Regions from separate parts of the Mus musculus genome. Here region 2 is linked to region 1. A link is a contact called in public HiChIP or PLAC-seq data. All regions are on one chromosome and are shown on one strand. The core of a region is the stretch at or near the end of the contact, and the rest is flanking DNA. Distances in the headings are between cores, read along the strand shown.

What was found. HiChIP or PLAC-seq counts read pairs in DNA pulled down with a chosen protein or histone mark.
Region 2: a contact with region 1 is called in a CTCF HiChIP or PLAC-seq map of the NIH/3T3 cell line, with 9 read pairs. The contact joins the promoter of Man1a2 here to the enhancer-like site in region 1. A contact is called at or near these places in 1 of 39 promoter capture datasets (stem cell-derived epiblast-like cells), 1 of 15 datasets of contacts at CTCF or cohesin (the NIH/3T3 cell line) and 3 of 115 datasets of contacts at active chromatin or transcription factors (the SCID.adh cell line, bone marrow-derived macrophages and stem cell-derived neural progenitor cells).

Annotation. Positions count from the first base shown.
Region 1 is chr3:100,225,676-100,233,029 of GRCm38.p6, forward strand. No RefSeq gene overlaps it. Among named protein-coding and RNA genes, the nearest start is that of Gdap2, 67 kb to the left of the region's middle. Within about 2 kb of position 1,971, at least 37 of the 459 cell types and tissues checked have an H3K27ac peak or open chromatin away from gene starts, as enhancers often do. A contact at or near this core is called in the NIH/3T3 cell line, where this site is marked.
Region 2 is chr3:100,681,469-100,688,471 of GRCm38.p6, forward strand. Man1a2 (mannosidase, alpha, class 1A, member 2) reads right to left here and starts at 4,005. Exons shown (of 13, transcript NM_010763.2): 1 at 3,093-4,005. The coding sequence starts at 3,394.

The DNA of each region.
Region 1 (7,354 bases), core at 721-3,220:
AATGAATCTCATTTTACTGCGAAGTGGTGAAACAAACACATTCCAGCTGAGAATTGTTAGCCATGACCTTTGTTCGGTGCGTAATATTCTGGATGTGCTCTGGACCGAGGTGTTACACTTTGCAGCTAAATTCTTACATATGCAGTGTCATAGTAAGCAGTGAACATTTGAGAAGAGAACTTCATTTGAAACCGAGACTGTTCCAGGGAGATTATTTGGTAATCACTTCTCACAGGATGACCATGTTTAGCCATGGGTCTGGTCAGGTGTGGCTTGGCAAAATTTTTCCACAAAGAATCAGATTTAGAGCTGAGTCATGTCAGATGCCTGTAATCCCAGGACTTGTGAGGCAGAGGCAGAAGAATAACATCAAGGGACAGACCAGCCTGGTCTGTGGAGTGAGTTCTGTGGTACCCCAAACCACAGAGGAAAACCCTCTCTCAACCTCCGTGTACCCCTAAGAAAATCAGATTTGAGAATGTGTTGAACTTGAGTTTTCAGCGTGGCTAAAAGCTATCCTGTGCCCACCCCTGAGTTTAGTTTTTAAATCTTTTAGCTTTGGATATGAGGAAGGTACACAAGAATTAGAAATTGATTTTCTTTGCCTGTTCCATAGGGAATGTTGACAAAAATATGAGACCAGCTAACTACATTGTTCCACAACACTTTTTCCTGAGTAAACCAAAGGACCCAGTGCATCCAATCTCAACCTTTGTAATAGGACCTGATGTCCTGACCAGGATGGGACATGTTCCTTGACACATTTGTCCTATTTCATGTGTGCATGTTTATATAACTACATGTTTACACATATGTGTACATTTGAAAAATGAAGTACAAAGGAAAGAGAAGAAAAACAAGTGCTGATAGACCAATGAAACAAGGAAGGAGAGTGGGCCTAGGCAAATGGCCCAGAGGCTGGGAGTGCTAGCTGCTTTTCCACAAGATCTTGGCTCAATCTCCAGCACTCACATGGTGGCTACAACCATCTGTCACTCTGATTCCAGAGGTGTTGGTGGGGGCCCAGCAAGATGCTAGGCACACATGTGGTACACAGACATACATGCAGGTAAAACACACCCAACACAAAACATATTTTAAAAACAGGAAGGAAGGAAGGAAGGAAGGAAGGGAGGGAGGGAGGGAGGGAGGGAGAGATCTCCTATATGGTGTGCTGTTGCTAGCAGATGACTATGACACTTGGAAGATGAGATTCCAACAGAGCTTCATTCTAGGGATATGTTAAGCAATACACTCCCATGAATCTGGGAGATGTGATGTCGAAAGGCCACATTTCTGGTCATCCCAAACTATGATTTTTTTTCTTTGTATTTCTGAAACCATGTTCCTGCCTTTTTGCTTGTCACATTATTAATAAGCATGAATAAAAAGAGTGAGGTGAGGTAGACACTAATATTTATAATCTGCTACTGTGTGCTACAAGTCATTTTGAATATATAAATAGCTGAGTCTCAACAATCCTGTAAGGTCGAAACACTTGTCTGTCTGTCTGTCTGTTTGTTTGTTTGTTTGTTTGAGACAGGATTTCTCCTTGTAACCCTGGCTGTCCTGGAACTCATTTTGTAGCCCAGGCTAGTCTCAAACTCACAGAGACCCACCTACCTCTGCCTCCTGAATGCTGGGCCTGCCCAGTGAGATTAGAATTTTTGTTCTTGTTTATAAGTGAGAACACAAGAGAACAGAGAGAACAACCAGTGTTAGCTAAGTCTCAATCTAGATTCAAACATGGTATCGAAGTAGCCGGCCTCTAGTTTACTAATTCAAGGTGTATCATGAAAACAGGGTCACCCATTGATTTCCCTAGGGACTTCCTGAGAGTTAGTGATGAGGTTGATGGAAAGTCAGGCTTTCTAACTCCCAGTCAGCTTTTAGATCTCTCAACTGACACCATGCTAAAAATACCCATTGGTGGGGTAAGCCTTGTAGAGGTCAGCTTGCACAAAGCACACAGGAATGTGCATGCAATTATATGGGAATGTATTCTGGATCATATAACTGAGTATTTTTGTTCTATCATGTGGTTTTCCCCCCTCTCATGACGAAACTTGTGGCTGTCATCCAAGTAACTACATAGCCCAGGATGAAGCAAGAAATGGGCATTCTCCTATGCTTGCTCAGAAAAGAAAAGAATGTTCTTGATAAGAGGAGGAACTTAGTGCATGCTGATTTTAAATAAATAAATATATACTATTTATATTAAATATATACATACTATTTATATTAAATATATACATACATACATACAAATTTAAAAAATAATTCAGTATATACTTATAGTGGGGGAAACAGTGTTTTATATAATAATCCTTTGGATTTGCTTATTTATTCTCTTGATTTTCAGATGTGTTTTGACCAAATAAATTTTAAAAATGACTTGACTCTAGCCCCTCCCTCCACAAGAGACAAAAACCCTTTGCTATAAAACTTCGATTGAAAGTAATTCTAGGACTCAGGCTCTCTTGTAAAGCATACTTGTCTCTGACAGTCTTAGTCTATCCACTGCTACTTTCCATATTCCAGGTAGACAAGCCATCGGGACCTGCAAGTTTGCAGTCCTACAGCTTCAGCTGCCTCTGCAGTCTTGCTTCCTCCCTACCTTCTTTTTCCCTTACCTCCAAACAATTCAGAACACATGTCACCAAGGGCCTCTTTGCCTTTCTATGTTCTTTAAGTATTAGCCTCCATAATCCAGCTCCTCTACTCTCCATGACCTCCCTCCCCCATCTGCATCCAATTTCAAGTTTAGGCCCTTACCCCTAACCTTCATTGTCTTCCTCCCTTAGGACCCCCAGTATCTTACATCCCTTTGTTCAAGTGACATCTTTCTTGTATCATGGTTTTGTGACATGGTATCTCACGCTAACCAAGGGCTTCAGATATCAAACTGAGGTAGAAAGAACCTTAGCCACCTAGGGCTTAAAGCCAGGTCACATGAGACCCTGTACTCTAAAACATAGGTGGAAGTGTGAAATTGCTAGAGAGAAGGTTTAGACTACAAAATCACATGGGGATGCAAAGATCCTCACTGGGGCAACAGAGCAGGGGTGGGGCGGGGTGGAGTAGGAATTGATGTTAGCAGGAATAAGTTATTGAATAGAATGCAGAGTTAGACAGACTTGGGAGATAGTCTGAGCAGTTTACACTTGGGACAGTAATGGATACTGAGGACATGGGCGCAGATGGAGGTACATTGGCAGATGTCAAGATTGCAGTACTTTTCTGCAGAATTTTCTTTTCCTATTAAGTAAGATGTAGTTCTCAGGTGAACATAAAGGAAGCAGCCCTGGCAGTTCGAGGCAAGAAAAAAAGTTTCCTGGGAGAATGCAAAAGGGAACTGAGGGAAGCCATATGATTGTACACACTGGCTACTTGAGCCATGTGGTCTAACGCTGTACCATGGGGGATGCTGTTGTGTGGGACAGGAATGTTGGTTGGCATTTTGTGCCCTGGCCCTTGGTGATGTTCATCAATCATTGCAATGATAAACTGCCCCTGCACCATTTCCAAATACCTCAAAGTAGCTGAACCATCCCTGATTAAAAATCACAGAGCGGCTAGCCAAAGGTCATATTCAGCTGCTCAGCTGTTGACAAAGAATACATAGAAATCTGAATTGTGCATGTAGATGTGTGAATGACAAGGCCAATGAGACAAAAGAATTGAGACTATATAATGGAGTGGTTATAGTAGAGTTCCTGAATAACAAACCCTCTCTTGTTGTCTAAGGCAACTTAGGAATTACACAGTTCCCGAACTGTGGGGATCCTTGGTCATTTGGTGTCTGTCCAATTATGACCTTTTATAAGTGAAGCTGCTATGGCTATCAGTGTACACCTTCATGAAGGTGTATGCATTTGCTTCTCTTGGTGACATGCCCAGGGATGAGTGGAGGTTGTCTCTGAGTCTGTCGCCTCCCTTTGGTTCCCCTTTCCCCCAGCTAGGCTGCCTTGTCTGGCTTTAGTGGATATTCATTCCAGCTGCAACTTGATGCACTAGGGTGGGTTGGTACCCATGTGGGGCCTTCCTTTCTCTGAGGAGGAAAACGTAGGGGCAATGGTAGGAGGAGTGGTATGTGAGGGTGGGACTGGGAAGAGAGGAGGAAGGGGTGTGATTGGGAGGTAAAGTGAATAAACAAACAAAACAAACAAAAGATAGTGGACTGAAAAGGCAAGGCACACTGTTGAGGGACCTTTAGAAGGTCTGCATTTTGGATAAGAGAGGAAACAATCAGAATCTAGGTAATAAATTTGAAGAATCTATTAAAAAGGGAATACACTTCATGCAAAAGCACTTTACAAATATGTCATTATTATGCCTATGCAAGTGCTATCAAAATTATTAGACATTAGGATAATACAAAGTCATAATGTGCTACCTCTGTGGTCACACCAGTATGACCAACAAATGGCCTGAGGCTGTTTTACTTAGGCTTATTATTGCTGTGATGAAACACTATGACCAAAAGCAACTTGGGAGGAAAGGACCCATTTGCCTTACCTATCATAGTCCATTGAGGGAAGCAAAGGCAGGAATTCAAACAAGACAGGAACCTGGAGGCAGAAGCTGATGCAGAAGCCCTGGAGGGATGCTGCTCACTAACTTACTTTTCATGGTTTACCTCCCTATCACACCTCCTCCCTCCTCTCTTCCCAGTCTCACCCTCACATATCACACCTCTCCTACCATTGCCCTTACTTTTTCTCCTCAGAGAAAGGAAGGCCCCACATGGGTGCCAACCCACCCTAGTGCATCAAGTTGCAGCTGGAATGAATATCCACTAAAGCCAGACAAGGAAGCCTAGCTGGGGGAAAGGGAATCCAAAGGGAGGCAACAGACTCAGAGACAACCTCCAATTTTTAGGGGACCCACATGATGATAAGACTGCACATCTGGCTTCAAATGTGTAGGGACCTAGGTCCAGCCCATGCATGTTCTATGGTTGATGGTCAGTCTCTGTGAGCCCCCATGGGCCGCGAGATTAGTTGACTTTGTAGGTCTTCTTGTAGTGTTCTTGACCCCTGTGGCTCCCTCAGTCCTTCCCTAACTCTTCCACATGACTCCCTGAGCTCCACCTGATGTTTGTGGTTCTCAGCATCTGTTTCCATAAGCTGCTAGCTGATGCCTCTCAGGAGACAGTTGTGCTAGGCTCTTGTATGCAAGCAGAGCAGCGTATCATTAATAGTGTTGGGGGTTGGCTCTCCCTTATGGGGTGGACCTCAAGTTGGGGCAGTCATTGGTTGGGCATTCTCTCAATCTCTGTTCCATCTTTATTGCTGGGCATCTTGTAAGCAGGACAAATTTGGTGGCAAGGTTTTGTGGATGGATTGGTCCCACACCGCATCTCCCACTGGAAGTCCCACCAGGCTGCAGGAGGTGGCTGCTTCAGGCTCCATATTATTTAGTAATTATTAATCTTTTAAAATATTTTATTATGTATTTTCCTCAATTACATTTCCAATGCTATCCTAAAAGTCCCACATACCCTCCCCCCCCAATTCCCTATCCACCCATTCCAATTTTTTGGCCTCGCGTTCCCCTGTACTGGGGCATATAAAGTTTGCATGTCCAATGGGCCTCTCTTTCCAGTGATGGCCGACTAGGCCATCTTTTGATACATATGCAGCTAGAGTCAAGAGCTCTGGGGTACTGGTTAGTTCATATTGTTGTTGCACCTACAGGGTTGCAGATCTCTTTAGCTCCTTGGATACTTTCTCTAGCTCCTCCATTGGGGGCCCTGTGATCCATCCAATAGCTGACTGTGAGCATCCACTTATGTGTTTGCTAGGCCCCTGCCTAGTCTCACAAGAGACAGCTATATCAGGGTTCTTTCAGCAAACGCTTGCTAGTGTATGCAATGGTGTCATCGTTTGGAGGCTAATTATGGGATGGATCCCTGGATATGGCAGTCTCTAGATGGTCCATCCTTTTGTCTCAGCTCCAAACTTTGTCTCTGTAACTCCGTCCATGGGTGACTGTTTCCAATTCTAAGAAAGGGAAAAGTGTCCACACTTTGGTCTTCGCTCTTCTTCAGTTTCATGTGTTTTGCAAATTGTATCTTATATCTTGGGTATTCTAAGTTTCTGGGCTAATATCCACTTATCAGTGAGTACATATCATGTGAGTTCTTTTGTGATTGTGATCCTCACTCAGGATGAGGCCCTCCAGGTCCATCCATTTGCCTAGGAATTTCATAAATTCATTCTTTTTAATAGCTGAGTAGTACTCTATTGTGTAAATGTACCACATTTTCTGTATCCATTCCTCTGTTGAGGGGCATCTGGGTTCTTTCCAGCTTCTGGCTATTATAAATAAGGTTGCTATGAACATAGTGGAGCATGTGTCCTTCTTACCAGTTGGGACATCTTCTGGATATATGCCCAGAAGAGGTATTGCGGGATCCTCTGATAGTACTATGTCCAATTTTCTGAAGAACCGCCAGACTGATTCCAGAGTGGTTGTACAAGTTTGCAATCCCACCAACAATGGAGGAGTGTTCCTCTTTCTCCAAATCCTCACCAGCATCTGCTGTCACCTGAATTTTTGATCTTAGTCATTCTGACTGGTGTGAGATGGAATCTCAGGGTTGTTTTGATTTGCATTTCTCTGATGATTAAGGATGTTGAACATTTTTTCAGGTGCTTCTCAGCTATTCGGAATTCCTCAGGTGAGAATTCTTTGTTTAGCTCTGAGCCCCATTTTTTAATAGGGTTATTTGATTTTTTGGAGTCCACCCTCTTGAGTTCTTTATATATATTGGATATTAGTCCCTGTCTTAGTCAGGGTTTCTATTCCTGCACAAACATCATGACCAAGAAGCAAGTTGGGGAGGAAAGGGTTTATTCGGCTTATACTTCCATACTGCTGTTCATCACCAAGGAAGTCAGGACTGGAACTCAAGCAGGTCAGGGAGCAGGAGCTGATGCAGAGGCCATGGAGGGATATTCTTTACTGGCTTGCCTCTCCTGTCTTGCTCAGCCTGCTCTCTTATAGAACCCAAGACTACCAGCCCAGGGATGGTCCAACCCACAAGGGGCCTTTCTCCTGATCACTAATTGAGAAAATGCCTTACAGTTGGATCTCATGGAGGCATTTCCTCAACTGAAGCTCCTTTCTCTGTGATAACTCCAGCTGTGTCAAGTTGACACAAAACTAGCCAGTACAATTGACTCCTTGTCAACTTGACACACAAACACATCACTAGTAAGCCTCAACCCTTACATTCTTATTCATCCCCAAGATCTAAATAACTTTAAAAGTCTCACAGTCTTTACATATTCTTAAAATTTCAATCTTTAAAGTATCCATCTCTTTTAAGATTCAAAGTCTTTTTACA
Region 2 (7,003 bases), core at 2,755-5,254, 460 kb after region 1:
ATTTTTTTTTCATTTTGCTTCTGTGACTTCCCAGCAGCTACTCAGAATGAAGACCAAAATACTTAGCAACAGTCCAGCCTAGAGATGCAAACTTAACCACTGGCAGGCTGAGCATTGATTTATTGTGTTACTTGACACCTTAAGTGAGTGGCATAAAATGGAGAGCGCACGCCTGTCAAGAGGGAGCCAGATTCCGACTGAGTGTTAGCCATCGGAAAATAGACACTTGAGTGTTGCTCCAGTCGCAAATTTTTTTAAGAAAAGCCAGAAATCTAGACTGTCACATGAATCTCCCACGTTGTGCATGCCAGGAACTAATTCAAGCTTCTGTAACTAGGGGATAGGCAGGAATTGTAAATCCACATCTGCCCTGTCTACTCTCTGCACCTGGCCACACAACCACACTGTCTACCTCGTCAGTCACGGGAACATTTCCTGTACCCGTAAGAACGCCAGGTTTTTCCCACTAGGGCTCTCCTGTGCAGCCTGCTTGACCATGCCTCCTCCCATCACTGCTTCATCTAGCTTTCTTTTTCTCACCGTTTCAGAGCCCCTTCCCCCTCAATGAAACCTTCCTATTCTCATTTCTCTCCCCCTCCACTCCAAATGCTGGACAGTCACTCCCTACAAACTCTGGTTGCTCTGAGTACAACTTTCTAACAACCAAAACCAAAATCATTGAATCCCTGAATCATTAGCCCATCCACACAGGAGGCTCTACATGAGCAGTCTGAACAGTAGATTATTTGTTGTTAACTAATAACAGTTATAAAATAATGTCATTATAAAATGTTCCTTTTGATAGAAACATTCTGGTGTACTCTTTAAAATATTTATCAAACTGTACCTAGATTTTCAGAAACATAAAACACTTAAAGCAAAGTCAGAATTCAAACATTCCAATTATAAGTGATAATAACCTAAGTCTCCCTGACAACTGGCTGAAGTTGTGAACTATATCAAGGACTCGCACGTATTATCTCATTCAGTACAGCCCATAAAGTAGATGTCGCTGTCATACAGAGGAAACAATTTGAGCTGATTAAAAACTGGCTCAAAAAACAAAACAAAACAAAAAACTCACAAATTTTAGTCAGTGTAAAATGACTAACAACTGAACTAAAACACCAAGGTACTACACTAACTATGCATTCAGAAAGAAACATTATCCCAACGAGTATCTCTTAAACACTAGTAACAAGAATTAATGCCCTCCATTTGCAAGGCTCCCCAACCCTGTCCCTAGCATGCACACAACACACACACACATAACACAATTTTTACCTTCTAAGATACTACACACAAAATAAGTATGATCTTAGTTACAAATAATTCTATAAGACTATCTTTCTGAATTACTTTTAATCAAGATCATATTTGCACATTAGTTTCTGTCATTTTAAACGTATTCCTTGCTCAAAGTAAAATTATTCCAAGCAGACTGTTTTCAGGTGAGAGGAAGCAACAACAAAGTGTAAACAAAGAGCAGCACAAACTGTTCCTGCCACAGCCAGCGTTAGCACTGCCTCCTTCACTGCTTCAACTCCCCACACAGGAGTTGATTCTCTGAGCTGGTAGGCAAGCAAATCCAACAGCACAGTGTCCTTTCCGTCACCCTGACTCTTCCTATCCCAAGCTGAAAATGCAGCTCAATAACCACCCCTTGGCCATTACAACTCTGTTCCCACTGCCAAACTCAGGAACCAGGGGTTCTGAGTAACAATAAATACACACATATTCCTGGGCTCTAATATATGTATATTCCTGGGCTATAAAGTTTAAGAACTGTTACTTATGAGACTTAAACGATTCTTTTGAATTTGTGCAGTACAATGAACATAAACACACTTTCATTTGAATGTATTTTAACTTCAACTAGTTGAGAACTTTTCTTAACTCTCTTAATATCAATTTTAAAGTAAAAATTTGCAAACTTCTACCCATATAAAATATAAAGGAAGCCACTTATCAGTACACGACAGCAGATCATAATAGCTAAATGACATTAATACATCACTGCTGTCAAAAAGCTCTGAACATTTTTTTCCCAAATGTTCATTGCATCATATATACATACCATGGGAAATAAGGTCCAGAAAAACAACGTTTCTTTTTCAGCAAATATTTCCCAGACCAAGTAAGGTTTTTCACAGTTACAAAGCAAGGGAAGTTTTAAAGAAAAACCTCTTAAAGTATGTAAGTTGAAAATATCAAATATCCCAAAGTATAGAAAAATGGTATGAAACTGTATTATTAGAAGTACTCCAATAAGGCCAAAAGTCAATGAACTAGCAAGCAAGTAATTATTAACTTCACAGACAAAGTGAGAACGCCCTCATTACAATAGTGTATTGTCCCAAATATTTAACTTAGGCTCACATTTGAACCTAGGCTTTTTCAAAATCCTCACACTAGGTTAAAACCACTACCCATTTTCTACAGGGGTTCTACCATTCGGGTGAAGTCTCATACATACTTCTCTTTCACACATTCAAGAATTAGCTTATGAGAGGAGAGAGGTGTTTGGAAAAAGCGAATTGTCTCCAAAGTCTCCTTTTAGGTAAAGATCTAGAAATGACTTAAAGGCTGGAAGCAGAGCTTCCATTTCATTTCATCTTGATTATACCCTGCCAAGGGCTCAATTCAGAATAACTGGCCAAATTATGGTTAGGGATATACACACCCCACCTTTTAACATTTAAAAAAAAAAAAAAAAATCAGAGCACAAGCCAGAGATTGGGACTTGGTGGCTGAGCAAAGTCTAGCAAGCTGTCAAGATTCAGTGACTTCACATGGTGGCAGAAAGGCAGAAACACGTTCTCAATACGCGCATGCTGACTCCCTGTATCTCCGCTCCCTGCTGTCCACAGCAGAAGAGTCTGACTGAACACTTCGTTCTGCCGGGAAAAACCAAGGAACCCTAGGAGTCCTTCCAGTCTATGTATGGTTCTACCCAGGCAGCTCTGAACCAACAACGTTCAACACCCTGATCATTCACAGGGGCAGGAGGGGGAGGGGGGAGAGACAAGAAAGCAGTGAACTGTACCTTGCTCTCCCAAAAGGAAGTACCATAATTTAAGTAACAAACGAACCTGTGTCTGTGTTCGTCGGGTCCATGGATCAGGAAGACGCCGGGGTTTTTAGCTCCTTTGCCGGCATCTACGTGAGGAATTAACACATCTTCTAAGCCCAGATCAAAGCGTTTGTGTTTTGAAGAGTCTGGAAGGAAGAAGAATGCCCCAAAACACAGGGTGATGAAGGCACTAAGGATGAGGAGAAGGATAAACTTCTCGGAGAGTCTCAAGGTAGCCCTGTGATGTGGGAAGGAGGGCGGCCCCAGGTTCAAAGGTGGTATCCTACGACCAGAGAGGGGCAGCAGCGCTGGGGTAGTCATCGTTTAGGCTCTTGGACGGAATACTTTATAAAGTTCTCATCTTATATCAAACGTACAACACATCGAACCGTTTCTCAAAACCTCGGCCAAAAAAAAAAAAAGAATAAACTCAATTTCCCTCCTCTCAAAGGATTGTTGTGCTTTTTTATTATTATTATTATTTACGAGGCCACCTCTTTCACGCTCTCCGATTACATCCAGAAGCCCGGGTGACCTCCCAAGCGATCGTTGGTTTCTGTCCCGTCAGATCTTCTCGCCATTTGGCTCTCGGTGCCTCACCGGATGATCGCGAGTCTCCTCTTCATTCCCGAGAGTGGATCGGGCGAGCCACACCGCAGAGAAGCTGCAAGGTGGGTTCTGCCATGCCCGCGCCCCGGCGCGATGCTCAGAGGCGGCTGCCCGCCCCGGGAGGCGCCCGGCGAAGACGACGAGTTGCAGTAGGTCGGTTCCACTCGGTCCCCTCCGGAGCCTCCTCCGCTCCACCGCTCCGCAGCCTCCGCGGCTTCCAAGCAGCGGCGCCGGGCGTAGCAGCGACGACCCTCAGCCGAGGCCGCGAGGGCGACGGCGTCCCGAACACTACAGCGCCCGCGCCGCCGCGCGCTCTGTCAGGAGCGGAACTTCCTCCTCAGCCGAGCGGCCGCCCCCACCCGGCTCCTCCTCCTTCTTCTCTTCCTCCTCCTCCTCCTCCTCCTCCTCCTCCTCAGCTAGCCCCGCCGCCCGCTTCTCGGCCGAGCCCAGCCGCGGCGGCCGAGCCCCTGCGCCTCGGTGGCGGCGTGCGAGGTAGCCGGGCCGCGGCCCTCAGACCGACAGCCCGGGGCCGGCGCCGGCTCATTCCTCGCACCGCCTGGGAGAGGCGGGCGGGAGGGAGGGCGGCCGGTCGCGCGCGAGCGAGCAGCCGCGCCTCCCGCGGCCGCAGGGCGGCTCCGGCAGGGCCCGGCCTCGGGTGGCTCGCACGCTCGCGCTGACTGCGGCGCGGGTCCGCGGCCCTGGGCTGGTCCCTGGCCTGTGGAGGCCGGAGGAGAACAGAGCGGCTGCGCGGCCGACACCGGTTGGGCCGAGCGGCTCGGCCGTGGGGGGCGCGGGCCCGGCTAGCCGCCCCGACTCGCGAGTGGGCGTCCCCGGGCGGCGGAGTGTGAGGTGCGCGCGCACGCTCCCGGCCGCCGCGCCCCTCCCCCGCCCGCCGGGCCGCTCGGGCCTGGCCGCTGCCGAGAGCCCGGAGCCCCCGGAAGCCCCGGCGGCCGGACGAGGAGGACCAGGCGCTTGGATCGCGAAAGTGGCGCTGGAATGTGGGGTTCCTGGGACTGACGGGTTACGGGGGCCAAGGCTGATGCCTCCCTCAGTTATCAGTGACTCGGGGCCGGGGTTCAACATCAAGGTCTCAAACTTCCACGCGTTCTTGGGCACGCGAGGCTGGTTGAAGAAGGAGGTGGCACCGGCCACGTGCCGGATTCGTGTTAAAATGGCAGCCCTGCGCTTTCTACTGGGTTCCTTTCTGAGGAATCGGACGACCTAGGTCAGACAGGAGATTCCTGGTGGTTCAGTCCCAAGACTATATATACACTCTATAGTCATCTTCACCACCACCACTACCATTCCCCCCGCAAAGATAACAAAGATGAATGAATGAGCAGGTGTTAAAACCCAAAAGGACAATATTGTTGAAGTTGAGGCTTGAAACAATCTGAGTCAATTCTGTTATCTGTAATATTGAGAAGAACCAGGTTGTGATAAAGTATAATATAGGCTTCTTAGCAATGCATATGTATTCTTGCATCTAGTTTGCATTTAGCTTTTTTTTTTTTTCTTAAATTTACCTTCTGTTCCTTGCACACATCCTAACTGGTAGCTGGCAATTGGAGAGGAGGCCCATAAATGGCAGGGGTGGGAAGTCAGCCTTAGAAATCAAGGAAAACTTCATGTCCCTTGGCAGGATTCAGAACTACATTCCACTAGGCATTTCTAGAAGCTCTGCAAACCCTACCTTCCTACCACAGGACAAAAGAAGTCATTGGTTTACAAAATAAAGCCAGCACAAGATGTAAACGTGTTCCCAAGGGCCACCGCTGGATCCAAAGTGAATGAGATTTGAGTGAGACACGTGAATGGATGTTAGAAACTGCGGAGTTCATACAGTGTGACTGTCTCATAGATCTCTAATGTTGAGAGCCCAACCAAAAGGAACACTGTGCTCCGACGGTTGAGGTCACTCATTTCCACGAGAAGATGGAAATAAAACACCAACCTCTGAACGAGACAGCAAGTTGTATAAACCTTGAGAAGTTATTATTACCTAGCTAACACTACAGTTAGCTGCAAGAAAAATTTACCAAAACCAAACATTCTACAAATGTGACATTGGAAGTTCCAGACTTATAGCTGATGAAGAGTCTTCTGTATGCCTTGTCCTCTTTCTTGTCCTTGCCTATTTTTCTCTGAGAGATTAAAGTGTTAATTTTACAGATTTTTGTAGATACTCAAATACAGCCAACTATTTTGTCACACTCCTACACTAGCCTCCAAACCATTACCAATTCTTGCTCCCTCCCCCTTTTGCCTCCTCCCCTCTCTACCTCTCCAACTCTCCCTCTGTCTTCTTCCCCTGACTCCCCTTTCCATTTTCTTTCACTTCTAAAAAGAAGGTGTTAAAAGAATGTTTTTTAAAAAACAAGCTGCAAATGTATTCATTATGGTTACAAGTATATAAGAATATGCATATAAATACAGTAAAGGGAAATATTTAGAAAAGATTATAACTCTTAAGACATTGGTATTATATATAATTTTCCCCATGTGTTCTGTTTGCATTGCATTTATAATTAATTAAATTAAAAATTTATAAAGAATGGTACTTGAGAAAGTGAAGGTCAAATTTCAGGAGGTGGATCCAGTCAGACCAGGTTGAACACAGACTGATCCCTCCATGTGAGGGCAATCCACAGAAAGCAGAGAAGGTGAACTGGGGTGGGGGTAGGGGGTAAGTATTCAACAAAGAGGAATTTCATTTCAGATGCCTAAAGAGAATATTTCATTTTCAAAGCTTAGTTAGGCTTTGATCAAAGATGTAGACAAGGTTCCAAAGTGGCAGATAAAACAGTAATTTCCCTTTTACAAATCTATTTAAGTTAATTCATATTTTACGAGATCAGAATTATTAAATGTTAACAAAATAAAATGTATCCTTCCAGGTTTCAAACTGATAGGACCATTCCCGGGATCCACTCAAGCACTGCAATATCAGAGCTCCTCGTGTGTATTAACTTCATATTGACTCTTCGTTGTTTACAGAACAAAACAAAACAGTTTTGACCTTGATCCAGGCTTCCTAGATGAAGTATCATCACCTAGCCCGATTTTAAGCAAAACTCAGGGATGGGGAGAAGCAGGGGGTAATGCAAAAAGACAAGCTGGGTTCTTATTTACTTACAGAACCTGTTCCTTCAGCATTTCAACTGGTTTCCAAGGTTTCCAAGAAAGATGTCAGCTGAGAAGTTACCAGGTGTTCCGAGAGTGAATGCCTAGAGAAATAACTAGGCTCCCGCCTTGCTCCTTCCACTCCTATTTGCATCTAGAAAGCATTTTCCTCGAAGATCAGGGATAATTTGTAGTTCG